Linked DNA regions of Rattus norvegicus: region 1 is linked to region 2. The links are chromatin contacts, called in public Hi-C maps. All regions are on one chromosome and are shown on one strand. Each heading gives the region's core, a stretch centred on a gene start, on an enhancer-like site or on the middle of the called end of the contact. The rest is flanking DNA. Distances are from core to core; before and after follow the strand shown. Region 1 holds the start of LOC134479799 (nascent polypeptide-associated complex subunit alpha, muscle-specific form-like). Region 2 overlaps Ppm1h (protein phosphatase, Mg2+/Mn2+ dependent, 1H).

Evidence for each region. A called contact is a pair of places that touch in the nucleus more often than the background predicts.
Region 1: a Hi-C map of the A7r5 cell line shows a contact between it and region 2, with 8 times the contacts expected there. The contact joins the promoter of LOC134479799 here to the enhancer-like site in region 2. A contact is called at or near these places in 8 of 12 Hi-C or Micro-C datasets (the A7r5 cell line, Schwann cells, frontal cortex and 5 more) and 1 of 1 datasets of contacts at active chromatin or transcription factors (oligodendrocytes).

Annotation. Positions count from the first base shown.
Region 1 is chr7:60,526,231-60,529,745 of GRCr8, reverse strand. LOC134479799 (nascent polypeptide-associated complex subunit alpha, muscle-specific form-like) reads right to left here and starts at 1,986. Exons shown (of 4, transcript XM_063264464.1): 1 at 1,889-1,986; 2 at 62-1,833. The coding sequence starts at 1,986. The coding sequence ends at 894. Mirlet7i (microRNA let-7i) reads left to right here and starts at 1,785; the gene lies at 1,785-1,869.
Region 2 is chr7:60,350,501-60,354,033 of GRCr8, reverse strand. The region is part of intron 3 of Ppm1h (protein phosphatase, Mg2+/Mn2+ dependent, 1H); the gene reads right to left. It overlaps LOC134479882 (a long non-coding RNA gene), which reads left to right. Exons shown (of 2, transcript XR_010053726.1): 2 at 1,541-3,533. Among named protein-coding and RNA genes, the nearest start is that of Ppm1h, 130 kb to the right of the region's middle. Within about 2 kb of position 1,588, at least 55 of the 93 cell types and tissues checked have an H3K27ac peak or open chromatin away from gene starts, as enhancers often do. A contact at or near this core is called in the A7r5 cell line and Schwann cells, where this site is marked.

The sequences.
Region 1 (3,515 bases), core at 737-3,236, 180 kb before region 2:
TGTCAGAGTTGTCAGAGATAAAGCAGTGCAACAGCTGGACCAGGTTTAGTTAATAACTTACCTTTTAGACCAGATGTACGCTTGATAGCCTCTTAAAAAACTCCACACTAACAGTGGCCAACAAACTTGGTAAGGTGCAAATAACATGATCCACTGTGCGGTGAGTTAGCCCGGTCATTGTTTATTAAGAAAGGATGCTGTGAGTTTTCCATATGTATCAGTGCGGCAGACAGGAAATTAGCATTTCATTGCAAGTATGTTACACAAGCACTCAAATATAAAAATATGAATTAGGAATAACTGAAACATTTGAGATGGCTTTAAATACTAAGGTTAGTATAACGAATTCTGCTCGTAGCATAAACAGGCAGGTAGTTTGAAATATGTCTGAAACCTGTAAGTGGGTTGAAACATTTGAAAATTTGTACTTCAAAAAATTATTTAGGTCCTGTCTACCTTGTAGTGAAAGTTAATTGGTGTTAGTATGGGCTCCAGGGTCTGTTGTACTAAATTATACTGGACTGGGTCAGGGTGAGGTGGGTCTCTAAAATGAATTAAATATATGCGTTCGTACGTAGTTTTACCAAATTTTGCAACAGAGTTTTGTTATCTGGCTGCTGTGACAGGATTAAAGTTTAGAGAAACTTCCCAGATTGCACTCATTTCTCTAACCATTCTGTACTTGTCTTGTGTACTGTGGATTTTCAGCAACTTTATGACTAATGGAACTGCCAAATGCACTAAAACAGACCGGCAGATAAATGTGAAATTCAGACACCATCCCCCTTTTAGTACATGGAATCTACATATGCGGGGGGGGGGAAGCATTCGTGGATGTGGAATTCCAGTTTAGCAAGACATCCTGTATTTTATCTGACAAATCTTAGTGACTTCTAAAAACAAACAAAAAAAATCTTTAAAAACCTGTAAATGAGAAGCAAAACAAAAAAGTAAACTGGGCCACACGGATGGGAAGCCCCATTGCAGTCGGCCCTCTTCCAAACCTTGCCTAAAAATAGGGAGAAGGCAGGCGCCCCATGTTCCGGGAGCCTGCGCACTAGACTCGCCCAACACAGCTTTCCCGCCAGTTTCTGCGGCGAGCAGCTGCGGCCGCGCCGGGGTGGAGCGCCGCGGGCCAGGCGGCCGGAGCGGGAAGGGGGTGCCGGAACTTTCCGGCCGGAGAGCAACGTGGCCCACCCGCCGCCATCTTTACTGCTCACGCCCAGAGCACCAGGGCTCTGCCGACCGCGCCGAGCAGACGGAGCCCAGCACGAGGCCCGAGCAGGTCCCGGCTTGCGGCTGGAGTCCCCGCCCGTAGCGGGCTTTCCCGCGAGCCCCGAGGCTCGCCCGGGCGGAGAGCGGGCGCGGTGCCCCGGATGTAAGATGGCGGCGGGGGGCGGCGGGCGGTCACGTGGTGGGGAGCGCGCCAGCCTCTTTAAGGGATCTCTATGGTTCGCCCGGCCGCAGTGAAGCAGGAGCGCGAGACCGGGCGCGCGCGGAGCCGCGGGTGCCGGGCTGCCGGGGCCCCCCGGAGGGTGCGGGGCGCGTCCGCGGGGACTTCCGGGGTGCGACGCGGCGGGCGGGGGTGGGGGGGCAGCGGCGGAGCCGCGGCGTGGCGCGCGCGGGCGGGCGAGCGGGCGAGCGGGCAAGCGCAGCTCCACTCGGACAGAGGGCGCGGCCGGCCCGCCGGAGGCAGCCTCCGCCCTGGGGCGCTCGGCGCGCGCAGCCGGCGGCGGAGAGGAGGACGAGGCTCCGCGTGTCCCGCCGGCTCCCACACCATGGCCCTGGCTGAGGTAGTAGTTTGTGCTGTTGGTCGGGTTGTGACATTGCCCGCTGTGGAGATAACTGCGCAAGCTACTGCCTTGCTAGTGCTGGTGATGCTCAGCGCCGCGGAGGACAATGGCCGGGGATCCCCTTTGTTTTCCGGGGCTCCGGGACAGCCCGATCGGCCGGCCAGCCGGCGCGGAAACCGTTAGCTAGCCGCATTCCCGCAGGGGCTACGGGCGGTGGCGGCGGCCGCGGCGCCTTCCGTAGCCCGGGGGAGAGCGAAGCCTTCGGAATTGCTCCGGGAGAGGAGGAGAGGGAGCCGCGGAAGACGCGGCTCAACTTTCCGCCTCGGATAATTTTAACTCGTGCAGGATTTTAGTTCGACCGCGGTGGGGTTTCGTTCTTGAGGTGCACGGCGGAGCGGGCGAGCGGCTCCGCGATGCACAACTGCGGTCGCCGTCAGAACAGTCAATGCTGGAATTCCAAACTTTTACGTCTCGACGCTTTTTGGATCTGGGTTATTATATGGCCGCTACGTTTAAGAGTTTAAAATGTAAGCCCGAAGCAGAGTAGAGTTTCGGTTTTAACTGTTTATAACTCCTTAAAACAGGGTTGACTTTTATAGTTAAATGCACCTTTCGAATCTTTTTTTAAATGTGTAAAGCTAAATAAATTCTTTTTACTGAATGCTGTGTTTTTTGGTTTTGTTTGTTTTTCCTTTAGTTTAACTTGGTAAGCTCGAATAGCCATGCTGGTGTGGGGGAGGGTCAATCTTAGACTTTTATGTTGATATGCTTTTTATTAAAGGCGAGTAGATCAGAGCTGGAAGTACGGCTTCCGAGAGACCCAAGTATTAACGTTTAATGACACAGGCTTTTGGTTCGTGACCTCTATTAGGAAAGTACAAGTTTTGTGGAGAAAGTGTAGTCTGGATAATTAATGAAAAGTGCTCGGAACTCTTATGTGGAAGAACTTGTATTTTCTAGTTTTATTTTCTCCAAGAGAAGTATGATGGTAAGTTATAGTTCTGATGCTTTTGCAACCTTCCTGTTTGAGTTATGCATAATGCAGTGTAGTAAATTTTCTGTGTGGCACTTTGGAAGCTTTTTTTTTAGGCAGTTCTTTGCTAAGTAAGCTACACGAAAGGAAAAATGTTGAAAGCAACTCAATCTCTTGCCCCTTTCGATAGGAGTTTGGTGCTTTTGTAATTCAAAAGTGATGTAATGCTTTGACGAAGCTTAGTGTTGAGCCTTGAAGGCTCACTTAATATACTCATCGGGATGGGGCCACCTCGCTGTAGGAAGGACAGTAAAGAACCATGCACTGCAGCATTCCCGCAAGACTTCAGCACTGGCTTTAGGCTGGCTTTTCTCGGTAGAGCAATGTAAGTTGAGGACTCTTAAGCACTTCCTTTTCAGTGATGAAAGCCCGACATCTCCTATGGTTAATCTTGGATTTGTGGGGAAATTGATAGTAAAATTCTAACTGTAGTTTCGTTTTCCAGAACTTTTCTTTTCAAGCAAATCAGCCTGCTACATACTGTTAACATTTTTACAGTGAACCAGTAGATGCTGTTGGATACCAGAGTGTAAATTTCATTGGTAATCCTGAACTCTAACTCGTTCCCTTTGTAGCTCATCTTGTGCTTTCAAAGTTAAGCTTCATGTAAAACTTCGCCGCCCACGGAGAGCACACTTGTATTGTCGGCTCTGTAAGTGCTTCCTTATGTTTCTGTTTGCTGCTGTCAG
Region 2 (3,533 bases), core at 339-2,838:
GAAGGGCACTATTTATTAAAGATTCTTGAAGCATCCAAGTGTTTGCATGCTGCATATGGATTGGAATCTGGATGGCGTTTGACAGGCTTAAGTGAATTATTAGTGCAATCCGAAAGAGGAAAAAGAAAACCCTACACAAAGAGTCCACGTTAAAGGGCTGTTCGTGGTAAAGAATTCTCTAGGGATCGAAGCAAATAAGCTTATTCTGGGTCACAAGTGGGAACGCTATTTATCATGTAAGAATGATTTTAAAAATGACTTAATCCTTGGGAGGGATCAAGACAGTGTTCAACAATAAGATGTTCTGTTACAGCAGTGGAGTTCATATTTACTTTTAATGCTGGGGAACATTCTGGTTACTTTATTCAGCTTGTACCTTAAGATAAATTAACAGTATGGTTCTGCGTGTGTGTGTGTGTCTGTGTGTGTGTAGACAGACAGACAGACAGACACACTTTATTCAATTTGCTCCTGCCTTTCCTATATTTCAACTGTATATTATTTCTCTACCTCTCCCTGAATAAGCAATGTTACTTTCTTACGGAGAATGGATTCGAGACTAGCTACTTTTGAATCCAAGCAACCCTGCTTCCTCCCACATGCATGGTCTGACCAGCCCCTCCCCCACACCTGTGAGGGAGGCACACGTGCACACACAGTACTTAGAAGTGTGTTCTCTGCCAGCACTGTCGCTGGGATGTTTCTGCAGACTTCATCCCCTGAAGAATTCACTGACATTAACACACACTCTTCCATTTCTTCTAAAACTGTGTGCAACTAGAACAGATTCTAAAAATAATTGCTTCTCTCCCCTCCTCCCTGGAAGCCAAAATAGCACATTTTATTTTTTTTTCCTACCCACACCACCTACTCCTCTCTAGAAGATTCAGAAAATCTTTGTACTAAAAGGAACATTAAAGGACCATCTGGGTGGCTCTTTTACTATGAGATTAAACACGATAAATGCAGTCAATAAAGATATATTTACTGTGGAATGAACCACTTTTCCCTTTCCTCAGTCTTTCAAATCGGGCTAAGCTTTTTGCACTTTTACAAAAAATAAAAAAATAAAAAAAATCACACTGTCTATTTTTTAAGCCCTTGAGTTTTCAGTATCTTTTTCACAAGCTAACGTGATCAGGAGAAAAGCTGCCTACTGCTGTGTGCTGAACAGGAGCTCCAGGACTTCTCTCCATTTTAGTTGCCGGTGGATTCCAAGACATACAGCTAGAATGAGGAGCTAGCAAACATCTACCTACTAATTCCTTCCAAGTGTGGTCTACATGGGAAGGGACCAGAGAACTGAGTCTCTGACTGCTCAGTCCGGGGTCCCAATGCCCAGTGGAGGCAACGTGTTACTGAGAGGAGCTGAGTTATTCTGTTGCAACGGCTTAGACAATATGTTAGGGCGAGGCTCGTCTCTGAGTCAAAGAAAAGAGCCAATTCTTACGCTGCCTGCTTTTATTTGCTGTTTTTGTTGTTGTTGTTGTGGCAAGGGGTGGGGGCAGAGAGTGTGTGTAATGTGAGGCTCACTCAACAGGAAAGAGCTGCAAGAAAGAAAAAAAAAGCATATTTATCATCCGGAATGGCTGTAATTTGATTTGAAAGTCTCAGAGATGACGTGACTCCAGGCTCAGCCTTTGTTGCTCACCAGTTCCAGGTTGTGAAAAGAAAGCGCTGCGGGTCAGCAGAAGAAAGCCAGCGCCAGGCAGTTTTAATATACCTGGCAGCTCCCCCTGGCTGGGTTATAATATGGCTCTGAGCATGCTGCTAATAGTGTCAGTCACAAATAATAAGCTTCTGCATGGTTTCAGTATCCGGGTCTCATCCTGGCTTATTCTGAGAACAAGGCCATCTGCCAGCTAGGCAATGAGTTTCAAAGAGAAGAAGGAAAAACAGAAAAACGGGACTGTCCAATATCGCCACCTGCTGACTGCTGTGGAATTACAGGCCCATCCCTTCCTAGAAGAACTTCCAGCTGCAAACAAAGACTAAGCTTAAATAAAGAAGTTTAAACTTACCGTGAGTAGGCTGATTGAAATTCTAGACTTTATAAATTAGCAATTACCTTTGCATTCATTCTTATGATTGTATAATGTCGTTATATACTGCCCACACTTTCCAGTACTAGAAAATATGTAGTAGCCTTACAAGTTAAAACATTGTTACTTTGGGGGCTGACTAAACAACTCAGTAGTTAAGAGCACTGACTGCTCTTCCAGTGGGCCGGTGTTTGATTTCCTCAATCCACGTGGTGTTTTCCAACCATCTATAACTTGAGTTTCCAAGGGGGATCTGACACTTTTTTTTTTTTTTTTGGATATTGCACACATGTGGTACACAGACGTACATGTAGACAAAACACCCATATAGATAAAACAAAAATAAATCCCATGAAAGCTATTTTCTCCCTTATTAAAAAAATTACTAGGACATTCTCAGTTGCAAAGAACTTGCATGCATCATGTTACTGGGAAAACTGGGGTTCCCTTCGGGGTTCTCAATAGAAGAATTTTGAAATAGAGTCAGAAGAAGGAAGCCTCTGGACAATTTGTTTGTAGGCTCTGAGAGGAAAAACAGGAAGCCAGGCAAGCTGTAATCTTGGCAGTCGAGGAAGCAGGAGAGAGAAATCTGTGCCTTTTGAGGTAGGGTCCAAGAAGGCTGGCATGTTCAGCATCGGAGGCTGGCAGAAGAGGGAGGTCTTCAGAGAAAAGTGAGGAAGCTCAGAGTATCAGGGTTAGGCTTGAAAAATAGTTAGGCCTGAGGAAGAAGGAAATGGAAGGGTAGGAGCTCACAGGGTGGAAGCTCCACAAGGCCCTGCACTGAGGGAAGGGCTTCTGTTAAGTACAGTATTTTTTAAAGGCTTCCATAGCTTTAGCATGCCCTCAGGTGAACCATGTGTCCCGTGAGGCAGGTGTTTGGCACCACAAGCTAGGTTAATTCTTGGGGAAGGAGAAAATGGGTGCAGTGTTCTGAAGTTTGGGCAGATGGCCACTCAAGGCCAGAGGTGGATTCCATTCTTTGGGCTAAGAGGAAGTAGCTTAATGGTCTCAACAGAACACTGGCACTCCCATCTGATAAGTTCAAATACTACAGGGGCCAGTTTAGATTCCTCCCTCTCTAGGGCTACCAGGGAAATGACAGGTGAGGTCCAAAATCGGCCACAGGGAGGGGCCCATCCTCAATGGCTTCTAAGCTCAAGAAGATCTGCCTGGCTACCTACCTAACAATACTGAAAGGAAGTCAGTGAGCATTCGGAGAGTCTCTCAGCTTTCTCCTGAGCTTAAATCTTGTAGGTGGTAAGCTCAAAGGCTTGTCTGGCTTTGTTCCCAATCTTTGACAGCCACTCTAGTGATGGAATTAACTTCTTCTATGACTCTGAAGTGTTGTCTATTCAACCCAAACATTCTTTGTAGAGGGTTGTGCAGGGTGTGTGAGAGTAGGGATGGGGGTGGTTGGAACTAGGACTCAGAATGGTTATCTCATTCACACCTGTCACCCTGGGCCAGGAAACAATCAAGCTGCTGACCTAA